3 separate regions of the Mus musculus genome follow, and all the other regions are linked to region 3. The links are chromatin contacts, called in public HiChIP or PLAC-seq maps. All regions are on one chromosome and are shown on one strand. Each heading gives the region's core, a stretch centred on a gene start, on an enhancer-like site or on the middle of the called end of the contact. The rest is flanking DNA. Distances are from core to core; before and after follow the strand shown.

What was found. HiChIP or PLAC-seq counts read pairs in DNA pulled down with a chosen protein or histone mark.
Region 1: a contact with region 3 is called in an H3K4me3 HiChIP or PLAC-seq map of bone marrow-derived macrophages, with 4 times the contacts expected there. The contact joins the enhancer-like site here to the promoter of Camkk2 in region 3. A contact is called at or near these places in 1 of 39 promoter capture datasets (pre-B cells), 1 of 15 datasets of contacts at CTCF or cohesin (the NIH/3T3 cell line), 2 of 484 Hi-C or Micro-C datasets (cortical neurons and nephron progenitors), 4 of 115 datasets of contacts at active chromatin or transcription factors (bone marrow-derived macrophages, embryonic stem cells and extraembryonic endoderm stem cells) and 1 of 9 other capture datasets (adipose tissue).
Region 2: an H3K27ac HiChIP or PLAC-seq map of embryonic stem cells shows a contact between it and region 3, with 9 read pairs. The contact joins the enhancer-like site here to the promoter of Camkk2 in region 3. A contact is called at or near these places in 1 of 39 promoter capture datasets (liver), 5 of 115 datasets of contacts at active chromatin or transcription factors (bone marrow-derived macrophages, embryonic stem cells, extraembryonic endoderm stem cells and 2 more) and 4 of 9 other capture datasets (adipose tissue, liver, macrophages and 1 more).

What each region holds. Positions count from the first base shown.
Region 1 is chr5:122,535,958-122,540,742 of GRCm38.p6, forward strand. It overlaps a transcript of Ift81 not described here. Among named protein-coding and RNA genes, the nearest start is that of 1700040P09Rik, 24 kb to the left of the region's middle. Within about 2 kb of position 2,309, at least 1 of the 459 cell types and tissues checked has an H3K27ac peak or open chromatin away from gene starts, as enhancers often do. A contact at or near this core is called in bone marrow-derived macrophages, where this site is marked.
Region 2 is chr5:122,922,904-122,927,610 of GRCm38.p6, forward strand. All of the region lies in intron 11 of Kdm2b (lysine (K)-specific demethylase 2B), which reads right to left. Among named protein-coding and RNA genes, the nearest start is that of Gm33118, 16 kb to the right of the region's middle. Within about 2 kb of position 2,753, at least 54 of the 459 cell types and tissues checked have an H3K27ac peak or open chromatin away from gene starts, as enhancers often do. A contact at or near this core is called in adipose tissue, bone marrow-derived macrophages and embryonic stem cells, where this site is marked.
Region 3 is chr5:122,776,721-122,781,261 of GRCm38.p6, forward strand. Camkk2 (calcium/calmodulin-dependent protein kinase kinase 2, beta) reads right to left here and starts at 2,690. Exons shown (of 17, transcript NM_001199676.1): 1 at 2,532-2,690.

The sequences.
Region 1 (4,785 bases), core at 1,059-3,558, 240 kb before region 3:
TTTCATTGTCATTATGACTGCTGTGGAAAGAATTCTTAAATGTGATGAACCTGCTCCGTGTTTGTCTTTTTAAATAAAGATTTTAAAACTTGTGATGGAGTTATGGAAACGGGCCACTTGGTTTAATTTCGTGATTGTTTTTACTTCCCGATTCCTACCTGATTATGCAATTCTGGGGCTTACAAATGGAAACAAAAGGAAAAAGTTCACGTGCCAATCTGTTATCTTCATGGTTCTGCACTAAGGAGGAACGAGGAATGTTTGCACTGACATTAAGACTTAAAACCACTACTTATGTGTACTTGTGCCTCCATGAGGTTTACGAATGGAGTGCGTGAAGGTGCTTCCAGGGGCCAAAGCCATTGGATATCCTGGAACTGGAGTCACAGGCAGCAGTGAGCCACCAGATGTGGGTCCTGGAAACTAGACTCAGAGCCTCTGCATGAGCCATGTCTCCAGCCCCCACATCAAGATCATTTCTGCCGATGCTTTCCTATGTAGTCTGTATGGCCCTCCGAGGCCCCAGGCAGGACCAGACGCTGAGGGAAATCCTTCTGCCTCAGCTTCTCTGATTCTGGGATTATAATGAGTACCGTCATGCTTCCATAAAAACCTCTCTTTAAGTAAATTTGGATCTGGGGGACTCAGTACTGGGTGAGACGCCTCCTTCAGCGCTGAGAGTGGATACACTCTTGTACTTGAGATGTACTATTTGAACAGTTCCTATATAAACTTTCCTCTTTCAACAAACCTACAAGGTCACAGAATCCATCCTGAGGAAAACACAGAATCTTGCCAAGATTAAAAAAGTTGTCACATTGACTCCAAAATGTAACCATTTCCCCCCAAATACTTGATTCAAGATACAAGCAAAAGGACAGATGTTCCTATGACTCCGCGACAGAAGGTGAACTCTGGGAATAGCCATTTACCATCTTGTGTACATACCACATGACTCCTGACTTACCAGTTCTGTGTTTGAACAATAACCATCTACATATTGCTAAATGTCTCGAAAACATGGTAATATCCATTTCTATTAACTTTCTCCTAAGCCTAGTGGGTCTTCTAATGAAGTATCTATTTTTAAAAAATATTTTATGTTTAGTTACATGTATGTTCATGTGTCTGTACGTACTCACGTGTGTACACATACATGTATACACACAGGTGCCTGCAGAGGCCACAAGATCACAGGATCTCTCAGAGTTGGAGTTACAGAAGGTTGTGGGCCATCTGATGTAAGTGCTGGGAACCAACCCTGGTTCCTCTAAAGAGCACTAGGGGCTCTTAGCCACTGAGCCATCTCTCTAGCCCCAAATGTATAAACTGTTGGATATATCAAAGTTCACAGGACACACAATCAAAGCAATTCTCAACCTGCAGCTGTGACTCCTAGTAGGGTTGAACTTCTTTTCACAGGGGTTGCCTAAGACGATCAGAAAACACAGATCTTTACATTGTGGTGGATAATGTAAGCAAATTACAGTTATGAAGTAGCAATTGGGGGAGGGAAGGATGGAGAGATGGAGAGATGGCTCAGTGGTTAAGAGCACTGACTGCTCTTCCAGAGGTCCTGAGTTCAATTCCCAGCACCCACATGGTGGCTCACAACCATCTGTAATGCCCTCTTCTGGTGTGTCTTAAGAAAGTTACAGTATACTCATATACATAAAATAAATAAGTACAATTTTTGGGAAAGAAAAAAATGGTCACCACACTATGAGGATCTGTACTAAACGGTCGCAGCATCAGGATGGGTTGAGAACCGCTGCTCTGTTTGTTTAATTGTTTTCTGTGGAAGAGAATACATTTGTGCTTCCACATAGGGTGTAGACTCCCTATAAAGACTAGGGGTTGACTGGGGTGGGGGTGAAGCTCACTTGACAGTACTTACCTAGCATGCATGAAACCTCGGTTACATGCCCAGCACAACACAGACCAGGTGTGGCTGTGCACGCCTGCTATCTAAGCACTTGTGAGGTAGATGCAAGAAGAATAGCCCAAGTTCACAGTGAGTTCATGGCTATGTGAGACTACCCCACCTACCTGAAAATAAAAGACTGGGGATGAGTCTTTTTAATTATAAAGCTACCTTACATTTTTCCCCATTAGGTTAGCCAAGAAACTGCTCGTTAGGGAGGTTACACGGTAAGATCTCCCTGGCCAGGGGCCGGAGTAGAAATTGCATTTAGCTGGGCAAGAATAATGATACTGTTTGCTGCGAAGGGCACCCAGTCTCATCCACCACCACCGTAAGTTACGTAACTTCATCTTTCCAGTGACTTTTGGTCATAGAAAACCACACTGAAGTGATTTGCTAGAGAAGGCCTTGCACGTCCATTTCACCCACATTTCCTGACTGAGCCGCCCGTCTTCCTGTGCAGACCGAGGAACTCAATTCTGTGTTTTTATGTGCTTACAACTCAAGAGGAGGGTCAGGTAAGGAAACTCGCAGGCACCAAACAGTACAGGACTTGGAATGGTTCATTTAGGTTAAACCAAAACTGTACAATGGCCCATTCCCAGCTTACTCATCTACTGTCCTCCACATTGTGTGCACCATGACTGCACATGGTGACCACACATGGACGCCCTTAACAGGACTATGTGATAAGGTACAGCGCCCACTACCTTCTATTCGAATACCCATGGGTACCCATAGCTCCACCTGCTCCTAGAGACCTACTGGCTCCTAGGAGATCCCTCTAGTTTGAGACCTGGGAGTGAATGGACCGTCATTGTCAGGCAAGAACGTTAATGTCTCTCCAACAGTTGATCTGAAAAGCTTGGCAGAGGAACCATTCCACGGCATCTCGATGGACAAAGCTCACGGAGTAGCTCAGACGTCACCGTTCTCTCCCTGGGTGACAGGTCAAGTTTAGGGTCCCATGCACGCTAAGCGAGTGCCACCACTGACAGCTTCAGCCTCTGACTTTCAGGGCTATTTGTTTTGTTTTGTTTTGTTTTTCATAAAAAATACATTATTTGGAAATATAATACCACTAGCTACTTTCATTATTTATTAAAAATAGATTTCATAGAAAGAATACTGAGCACAAAGCTGTTGACCTCTGAGCGAGATTATAGGTAACTGGCTTGTCTGGTTGGCTTTTTGAGACAGGCTCTCACTGTGTAGCTCTGGCTGGCCTGGAACTATGTAGATGAGGTTGGCTCTAACTCTTGAGAGCTGGGATTAAAGGCAGGAACTGCCACACTTGGCTAATTACAAATTCCGTAACCCTATGATCCTCACTGAGATACTGTAGCATTAGCACACCTCGCCTAGGGAAGCCGACAGCCAGCCAGTGAGGTGCAGTGATGCACAGCTGGAGCCAGTGAGGTGCTGTGATGCACAGCTGGAGCCAGTGAGGTGCTGTGATGCACAGCTGGAGCCAGTGAGGTGCTGTGATGCACAGCTGGAGCCAGTGAGGTGCAGTGATGCACAGCTGGAAGAAATGCACACTGGGACTGGCTTTCTCAGCCGCAATTTGGCCCTATTTATTATTTCTATCTTGAGACAGGACGTTCCTTTTAAAAATATTTAAGGGTGTTTGTTTGTTTGTTTGTTTGTTTGTTTTAAAAGACGTGGTTTCTCTGTGTAGCCCTGGCTGTCCTGGAACTCACTTTGTAGACCAGCCTGGCCTCGAACTCAGAAATCCGCCTGCCTCTGCCTCCCAAGTGCTGGGATTAAATGGCACCATCACCCGGACTTAAAGTTATTTCTTGATTAGTTCTTTGAGAATGATGGACCTGTTTTGATATTGCCCCTCCCCCATCCTATCCAGATACACCTCCTCTTCTCTACCCCAACAGGGCGCTCTTAACCCTTGGGTCCCCCACCTCACCATGCATTCCACGCATGTGCCACTATGCTCAAGTTCCGTTAGAACTTTATTCATTTGAAATTTTAATTGATCACAGTGTGTACGTGGATGCAGTGATGAGCCATGGGTACGGCGCTTAGAGGGTTACCTCTGTAGAGGCAATTACTCTTTCTTACCTTGTTCTTGGTTCCGGTGTGATCCAACTCAGGTTGCCACTTCTTACACACTTGGCCATGTTGCTGGGCCTGGGTTTGTTTTTTTTTTTTTTTTTTTTTTTTTTTGAGACACGGTCTATGTAGTCCTGGCTCTCCTGGAACTTGCTATGTAGACCAGGCCAGCCTCGAACTCATGGAGATCCACTTGCCTCTGCCTTCTGAGTGCTGGGACTAAAGGCGTGCACCATCACACCTTGGCCTACGGCCCAATTTTTTTTTTTTAATCACGTATTCTCTGCTACCTGAACTTTGTTACACAGAGCACGTATTTTTAAGTTTTATTCACCTCGCAGAACTGACTCACCCTTAAAAGTGGTTGTTAGTGTGCACATGTGCTGTGCTCTTCAGACTGTCAGAGCCACACAGGCCTCCTCAGGGCTCTCACTCCTTTTGGGGGTTGGCTTATTGTTTTTGAGACATGGTCTTGCCACATAGCCCAATGCTGGTCTCAAACTGCTAATCCTTCTGTCTCGGTCTCCCCCGTGCCGGGCTTACAGGTGGACGCCACCATACATGGCTTCTATGTCCTTAAAAATAGAAAACATTTCTGAGAGATGTTCCAGAGTCACTTAGCTATAAGAAGCTGTCTATAGGGAGAAGATCGAAAGGTTTGAATTATAAGAACCATCCGATACACATGAACAGGGAGGAAAAATGCAGGAGTAAAAACAACAACAGCAAAAGCAGCAAACAAAAGCAACTACCACTAAAGGGTGTCCCATCTGGGAGGTCAGTCTGTCAGT
Region 2 (4,707 bases), core at 1,503-4,002, 150 kb after region 3:
CTGGTGTGTCTGAAGACAGCTACAGTGTACTCATATACATGAAATAAATAAATCATTTAAAAACAAAAAACAAAAAACCAACCAACCAGGCATGGGGTGGTACACGCATTGGGCTGGGGAGTTAAAGGTTATTCTCTGCTACACTGTGAGTCTGAGACCGGCCTTGGCTACAGGAGACCCTACCACTAAACAAAACAAAAAAGACTAAAAGACAGAGAATGGGGGAGGGAAAAAGGAAAAAAGGCTTTCATACAGCGCTTGGACAAAGTTCAGCGGGGTTGGTTGACAAGTCTGAGCCCTTAAACACAGGTTTCTGTCCCGTCTTGGTTCCCTACGTGGAGAAGTTCTTGGGTGTAAAGTCTGGTCTCCAGGGCAGAGTTCTTCCTTACCCAGGGGTATCATCCCCAGCTTTTACACTTTTCTAAGCCATGGTGCCCCCAAATGTAAAGGAGAGACGATTCAGTGGAGAGCTTCTTACACAGGAATGAGGTTCTAAAGTCACCATGCCAAAAAGCCAGAATCTGGTAAGAGTTCAGATCACCCTTTAGGAACCTGCAAACTGCTCACAAAGCAACAAACACCCTGTGGTACCCTGGCATCTAAACCCAATACACCCGGCACAACTGATTTCTTTCTGTCAACATCGAAACTAGATGGCCAGCTAAAGGCATTCTTTTGGCGGCATTTAAGAACACTGCCAATCATAGAAGGACATTTAATGGGGATAGCAGAGGCACTCAGAAGATAAACACAGGTAATGGTTATTTTACACTTAAAAAAAAAAAAAAAGTATTTCGTGTTTGTGTGTGCGCGTATACACATTCATTGGAACAGGGGCGCGCATGCTTGTATGAGGTGACGTCACAGCGTGCTTATGCGGTTCAGAGGACTCTGTAGAGTCAGTTCTCTCTCCCCACCTTCACAACTCAGGCTGTCAGGCCTTTCTTTCCCTCATGAGCCATCTTGAGATGATCCTGGCGTTTATTTTCAAGACATTTTCTCTCATTTGTATTAGCAGACAGGAATCCAATCCACTTCTAACTGACTCTATGGACTATCCTGTTTGCTTGGTCACCGTCTGATTGACTGATTTTCTGATACAGCAAGCCTCAGTCTTCCAGCTCCCCATGGGAGGCAGCCAACAGCACAGAGGTCACCGGGGTGGCCCGGGTTCGAATCTTTGCCCTGGAACACCCAGCATCACTGACCCACAACGGCTAGTTATAAAATATCTTTGTCGACTATGTTATGATTTAAATGAACAAGGTCTCCTGCAAGCTCGTGCACGTCAACACTTTGTCCCCAGTTAGTGGCAGTTTGGAGAGATGACAGAACCCTTCCCTTCTTGGACTCTGAGGCCTACAGGGCAGAGATAGGGCAGTAAGAGTGAGGCTGGAGGCTTCCTGGCCTGAGCTCTCTTCTCAGTCCTGTCTGCTGCCAAGGCACAGCAAGCTGAGCTGGTGGCTTCTGTCACCATGCCTCCCCTGCCGCTATCAATGAGCCTCTGATGCTGCAAGCCAGGACATTTGTCTCTCTGACTGATGTTGCTTCTGACAGATATTTTGACCAAGCATAAGAAGAACGACTGACACACTGTTGTATACCCAATATTGTCTAACCCAATAACTATGTATAACAATGACTAAAGAAAGCTTCCAGCAGGTAAAACTCAAGACATAAAGCTTCGGTCCCCTAAAGGACAGGCTAACAAGATACCTGACCAGAGCTCCCCCAAACCACCAAAAACCATAAAACAAAACAAAACAAAACAAAAAACAAAACTGACAAACCCCTCAAAACAGGGGCAGTCTGAAACACTGGCTAACCAAGAAAAAACAAAAAAACCCTGAGGAGGAAATTAAATGTTGAATCAGGGACAAAATTCTGGGCAACAAAAGGTAAATATTGCAGAAATCTGAAGAAATAACAAAATATTAGTTTTAATAATTGTGCCAAATGTATTATACTAAGATGTTAACATACTTGAGCTGTTTTATTTTTCTGAATTTTCCATAAACCTAAAATTTTTCTTGCTGGGTGAATGGGTAAATGCCTTTAATCCCAGCATTTGGGAGGTAGACAAAATGAGCTCTGGACAAGTTCAAGGTCAGCCTGATCTACAGAATGAGTTTTAGCCAGACTTAGTGAGATCCTCCCTCCACAAATAAATAACCATGCATTAAAAAAAGAAAGAAAGGAGGCCAGGAAGCGGTAGTCCACACCTTTAATCCCAGCACTTGGGAGGCAGAGGCAGAGGCAGGCAGATTTCCGAGTTCAAGGCCAGCCTGGTCTATAGAGTGAGTTCCAGGACAGCCAGGGCTACACAGAGAAACCCTATCTCTAAAGGGTTTCTAGCCCCCCCCCCAAAAAGAAGAAAATCTAAAAAAAAATAAGGTATTAATAAAACTGCTTTCTTATTTAAGGACATGGCTATGTATATCTGGCTGCCCTTGAACTCAGAAATCTACTTGCTTCTGATTATTATTATTATTTCCTTTTTGGTTTTTCAAAACAAAGTTTCTGGCTGTCTTGGAACTCTGTAGACCAGGCTGATCTCAAACTCACAGAGATCCACTTGCCTCTGCCTCTCAAGCGGTGGAATTAAAGACATGCGCCACCACACCCAGCTCCTTTTTATTTTTTAATTAAACACATTAGCTTTAAATTTTTCCCAAGGTGCCCTTGTATCCCAAATCTCCTGTACTAAACAATGCCAAGTTCCCTTCTGTGTACAGCATTTGATGGCCACTAGGGGGCACAATGGCGCCTGTCTTCCTGGGGTGTATTTTCATTTGTAAAGGCGAAATTTAGGGGAGGCTCGTAGCCTAGTGCAAGATTTTTGTCTCAGAAAAAAATGTTCCGGAGGGAATGATGTCACAGGATTCCTTAGGCTCTGCCTGAATTGACACATTCTCAGGGACCGTGGAGCACACAAACAGAATGAAGGCTGTGTGTCCTCGGTGTCCCAGCCCCCTAAGGACCACACCCTGTAAGCCCATGGCTCTCGCCAATCCCAGAGCAAGCTTCCTGCCCTCACCTGGCTCTTGCTGCTGGAAACTGCCCCATGTATGACCTACCAAAGGAACCTTGCCTCCCCCCATCATGCCAACTTCTCTCCAAGAATTTAATTTGTTAACAAGAGCTTTGGCCTCCATTGCTCCCCAGAGTGGGGTGTTAATCACTGGAAGCCCCTAGCCTATGCCATGACTAAAAATACCAGCACTAAGAAGGCAATGCCTGGCATTAGGATTGGAGCTCCAACAGTGGGGTTCATGAGGGGGCTGTAACAAGGCCAGAACTGCTGTTCTGGGGAGCACCAGGTGACAGTTTATTCGGGTCTCAGAACCCCTCCCTCTATTCCTATCTGCACCTGGAAAAACAAACAAAACAACCACTTCATCTGTAGTAGACTGCATTACAGTCCTCCCCATAAAACTGTGTTTAAGTCTTAACTCTAACTTCCAATACACGCAAACGGAAACTTCTAATCTTATGTGGGTAAGAGGTCTCTACACAGTAAGGTGAATCCTAGATCCTGGATTAGGATGCTACCTGGATACCTGATGCAGAGTCCTTCCCCCAGGCTCCTGAGGTTGCATAGGCAGGGGACAAGATTCTGTGATCACACTGGAAGCCAGCCAGCCCCCCTGGGCACTTACTTCCTGCCTTATAGCTCCCCTCTGAGGAGAAGCCTCCTTTGAAGTAGGCAAGAAGGTTTTACAGAGTCAACAGAGCTGGAGGAGGAGACTCTGTGACCCAGCACACGCAACATTCCCAAGATCCTGGGCCAAACTCTAAGCAAGAGAGAGAGAGAGAGAGAGAGAGAGAGAGAGAGAGAGAGAGAGAAACAAATCTAGATTGTACATCTCTCGCTGTCTTGAAAACTGGTAACACCAGAAACGAGGATCTTTAGAAGCAGGTGGGTGCCAGGGTGGAGAATGCTAAGTCCTCAAAAGAAAAAAGGCTCTGCCCGGTCGGGCAATGGTGGCGCATGCCTTTAATCCCAGCACTTGGGCGGCAGAGGCAGGTGGATTTCTGAGTTCAAGGCCAGCCTGGTCTACAGAGTGAGTTCCAAGACAGCCAGGGATACACAGAGAATCCCTGTCTCAAAAAACAGCAACAAAAGGCTCTACCCATTCCTTACAACATGGCTCCTCTAGCTCTCAGACCAGACCGGTAACAAAACTGTCTTCACCCCAAAGTGTCTGAAATAATATCAGCCCTAGCTTACGGAGAACTTCAGGCCCCTGCTGGGCTTTACATGTGTCAGCCGTGACAATGGATCACACCTTCTCCTATTTTTACCATGTCCCCAAGAACGTCAGCTACATAATGGACTGTGCAGGGACTGTGTGACCTGACTCCACAACTGTCCTTAAAGCCAAGCGACATCTGTTTGGACAGTGGACTCCTAATTTAGAACTGACATCCACAGCCCACTCCGAATTTAGGACTTTCTTCTCTCTCATGCTTGGAGTGTGATGCCAGAATACAACAACTGATCTCTAGGCTGCTGAGAAAGAAACACTTGGCCCAGCACGTTAGTTCGTGACGATAATCCTGACACTGGAGAGGCTGAGACAATACTGCCACAGGATTAGGACCAGATCGAGCTCTATATAGCCTGGGCTAGAGAGCGAGACTGTATCCAAAGAGTGAGGGAGTAGAGGTGAAGGGTGGGGGCAGGGGTGGAGGGTGGGGGGTAGG
Region 3 (4,541 bases), core at 1,440-3,939:
GTCCTAAATGCCACCTGGGGAGGGACTTCACCTTGATTTTGTTTTGTTTTGTTTTTAAAAAGAACCAGAGAATGGAGTTTGGTGGCAGAGGGCTTGCTAGCAAAGTGCACCAGGCAAGCGCTCTATCAACTGAGCCACATCTCCAGTCTGAGACATCTTGGAGAATCAGAGAAAGAGAAACCTCTAACTCCCTCAGCTTCTGAGGAACAAGGTTAGATGTGCTCAGATCAGAGAGAGCAAGCACTGCAGCCTGAGAGCCACCTTGGGACTCTCTTGCCCACGAGTCCAAGGACTCAAACTCAGAGGAGCAACTTGACACAGCGCATGTACAGATTCCCAGGATAGCGGAAAGAAAGCAGCCCTAGCCACTGTCCACAGCCAATCACAAAGTCCCTCTACCCAGTCCCTCAACTTTTCAGCCCATCTCAGAAGCCTTGGCATAACTGACACCTCCTCCAGGGAGCCGCTGGGATTTACTCCCATCAGAACAGATTTCTCCAGAAATAGCACCCCATGGCGTGCTCTCTCTCTCTCTCTCTCTCTCTCTCTCTCTCTCTCTCTCTCTCCCTCTCTCCCTCTCTCCCTCTCTCCCTCTCTCCCAGCACTTGAGGCTCACAGCATTTCTCAGCATCTCCCTCCTGGCATTTGAGGTAGGGACATTCTTATAGGACATTTGGCATTCCCTAGCTCCTGCCCACTAAACACCAAGAGTGCTTAGTCTCATTTTGACAAGCCAAAAGTCACCTCCCACGTGTTTCCAAATGCTCACCAGGAGGGGTGGGACCGTCCTCTAAGAAATACTGCATAGTTATTAGCCCACCAGCAACTGCAGGGAAAGCCAAGCCTGAGTCCTGCTGGGACAGCAGCACCTCTGTCTGTGTCCTCCTACACAGCCTAGCAAACAGGCCTGGGCTACCTACCCCCAGAAAGGCAAGGGAAGCCTGGCAATGTCTGTGTGATCCTGGCTAAGTTAACTAACCTCTCTGAGCCATTCAATACTAGGCACTTTAATCTCCTATTCTCAACTACGGTGACCAAAAACTCCCCACCACAAAGGATTTGGGTTAGCATCAAATGAGATGACCCAGGCAAGATAAAGTTATTTGCCACACATCAAGAACTCAATGAATGTTAATGAGGGGGTGGGAGTGTAAGCTCACTAGTTAAAGGTGGGCTTAGCCTGCTGCTGGCACTGGGTTCTATTCCTGGCATAAATGAAAAATGTAATTACGGTTATCCAAGGTAGGGGCTCATCATATGACGGGGTTTTCTTTTGTTTTTGTGTTTTGTTTTGTTTTGTGGTTTTTCGAGACAGGCTTTCTCTGTGTAGCCCTGGCTGTCCTGGAACTCACTTTGTAGACCAGGGTGGCCTCGAACTCAGAAATGCACCTGCCTCTGCCTCCCGAGTGCTGGGATTAAAAGTGTATGCCACCATGGCCCGGCATATGACATTTTTGATGAAGTGTACAGCAGTAGAGTGTACAAGGAGGGGGATCGGGCAAACTGAAGCTGCTTCTGTACACTGATAGCACGATCTATTCTGAAACCGCAGTTTCTGTGGGTTTGGGAACAGCGGCAGCCCCTGCCACTTCCAAAGAACAAAGGAGCTGTGGGGAGGCAGAGCAATCCTCCTCTAGGTCCTGTGGGGGCAGAGTCAGGAGGAGGAGTAAAAGACATCATTAATGCCCCAGGGCACCTGAAGTTTCTACTCCAGGACTGGGGGAACATCACAGAGGAGGTTGAGGAAGGTAAAAGTTGCATCTAGGGTAATGAATGCGGAGCATGACCCACCCACCCCCAGATCAGGAGGCTGTTTGCCCATGGCACCTGAGATGTCCTCCACCCCCTGCTCCATCCCCCTGCAAAGTGCCACCTCTTCATCTCCAAGTGAGAGCAGCCGGGGAGGAGGCTGACAGAGCTGTGAAAACACCCCGTTTCCCAAACTGGGCATTCAGGGGGTGGGGAGAACCCTGGCATAGCCCCGGTGATAGCGGGGCACCACCACCCCAGGGCTGTGCCAGAGGGAGCCGGCAGGCACTCTTTATGCATCGCGCGCTGCAGCCCAGAGGTAAATTTAGGTCAAAAGGATCAAGTCGGCCTGTGAGGTCGGGGTGATCAGAGGGCAGACTCGGGTCCAAGCCCCTAGGACCAGGGTCCTCCCCGTGCCTGGCAGCCTGCGGAGGTGGGACGCTCCCGCGCGCTCAGGTTCCGCACCTGTCAAGCGCCAGGGGTGGCCTAGGCCATCGCTGGGATCCGGGACCGCCCTGGCCGGCGGACCTTGGTGCGGAACTCCTGGCCGGCTCCTGCCGCCGGACCCCAAGCGCCGCCCGGCTCCGGAGGCCAGGGGGAAAGGGGGCGCAGCCCTCCACGTGGCGGGGCGCGGGGCGGCGCACGTGGGGTCCCCTCGGGGCCCGCCTCTGGGCTGTGTCTGCCGGCTCCCGCGCGCGTCCGGGACCCAAAGACCCACGGGGAGGTTGCGTCCCTCCCCCACCCACCCCCGACTCAGCCCGGCCCGCCTCGGGCCAGCTCACCTGGGCTCCGCGCCGCCGCCTCCCGCGCTCTGCGCCCCCGGCTCGGCTTGGCTCGGCTTGGCTCGGCTCGGCTCGGTCCGGTTCGGCTCTCCACGGGAGGAGCCGCCCGGGCTTCGGCTCGCGCGCGGCGCGGCGGCGCCTCGGGCTCCTTGCTGATTGGCCAAGGACCCGGCGTGGAGCGCGCGTGCCCGCCGCAGCCTCGGCCGCGCGCGCCGGGTCCCGCGGAGACTTAAGTAGCGGCGGGGCGGAGGTGGAGGCGGGAGGGGGGGTGGGGGGAAGGAGGCGACAGGAAGCGAGGCCCGACTCGCGCAGGGGCGAACAGGCCGCAAGTTTGGGAGTGGGTCTCGGTTCCTGCGAGATGCTCCACGCCGCTTTGTCCCTGAGCGTGGAGAAGTTCCCCCAAAGGCGACGGGGGAAAACCCAGGAGCCGTCTGGCGGTTCCCTCCCTGGATTTCGGGGCAACGCCCATTATGGGGAAACCCTTCCGCAGCCACCACCCCTCTGACCACTGCTGCAGGCTCGCCCTAAAATGCATCACTCACTCTGAACAGCCCAGCGAAGTTCTAGGTCTCTCCACAAGACTGACCAAACATTCTTCCCCTTTTTGACGGTTTACTTTGCTGGAGCCTTAAAATATTTAGTCTCCCAGTTGGGTAACAACGGAGAAAAAAAAGGGTATTTCAAGGGCTCGCTCACCCGGTGGCCTTGGATGTGGGGGGCCGGTGAACTCAGACTCGGATGTTCACCAGTGGCTGTCTGCATGCATGTTTCTGCCGGCAGCCAAAGGGTTGAGATGTCAAATTCACTAAGAATTCAAAGCTCTTTGTCAACTGGGTCGATTTTCAGCCCTCAATAAATTATTGCCATATTTCTAGGCTGGGCACTCACAAACAGTCCCCAGGACCGGACAAATAAACTCAATGAGCGTTCTAATGAGATGACCACCTCTGATACTGCTAAGCGCTCTTCCATTTATTTGTTAGTAGTAGCAACTGGAGCGAGACGAAGTGGAATAGTACACAATAGTTAAAAGGACTGTTAGATCTATTTGTACCCCCACAGGAAAAGGAAAACAAAAACATGTAGCGTAAGACAGCAAGCTGCAGGAGACAGTATCATGCACAGTTTGCGTGTCTTTTTAAGCCCCACTCTTGACTGACTTCCTGAGGAGACATGAACAAATGCCTATTCACCCAAAATAGGGCGCCGACAACAGATCAAAAACATCCAAGCCCAGCTTGGTGAACCAATGGGTTTATTGGGCTTACTCATCTCCAGCATGGACAGTGACCTGCCAGAAGGAGTGTCTCCTTCGTTTACCCACCCCTTTATATTCTCTAGCATCTCCCGGGGCCAGGTGCTGTTGGAGGTCTGCACAGGAGGAGAGGCGGGAGCAACTGTAATCTCAGGTGAGGGTCTAATGACTCTCCCCATTTCTTCCCTAGAGGGTGGATAATAGCCTCTCTCCAGTAAGGGACGGGTGCAGAGGCAAGCACAGATGCTCTGATTTCAAGAGGGACATGTTCTATGACCTCCACACGGTGTATGCTTATGGACACAAGCTTGTGCGAACGTCAAAGAGAATCGGTTCATGTTAGATGCATGATGGTCTGACATCAAGACGGAAGTAGGCAGCTAGAGGGGTAGCTCAGAGGTAGAGGACTTGCCTACCAGGTAGGAGGTAACGGTAAGGAAACCGGCTGGATAGCCTGGCGTGGTGGCGCACGCCTTTAATCCCAGCACTCGGGAGGCAGAGGCAGGCGGATTTCTGAGTTCGAGGCCAGCCTGGTCTAGAGTGAGTTCCAGGACAGCCAGGGCCATACAGAGAAACCCTGTCTTGAACCCCTCCCCCCCAAAAAAGGAAGCGGGCTGGAGAGATGGCTCCGTAGTTAAGAGCACCCACCAGCTGCTCTTGCAAAGGATCTAGGTTCGATTCCCAGTATCCACATGATGGGTCACAACCTCTGGAACCCCAGTTCCAGGGGATCTGACGCCCTCTTCTGGCCTTCT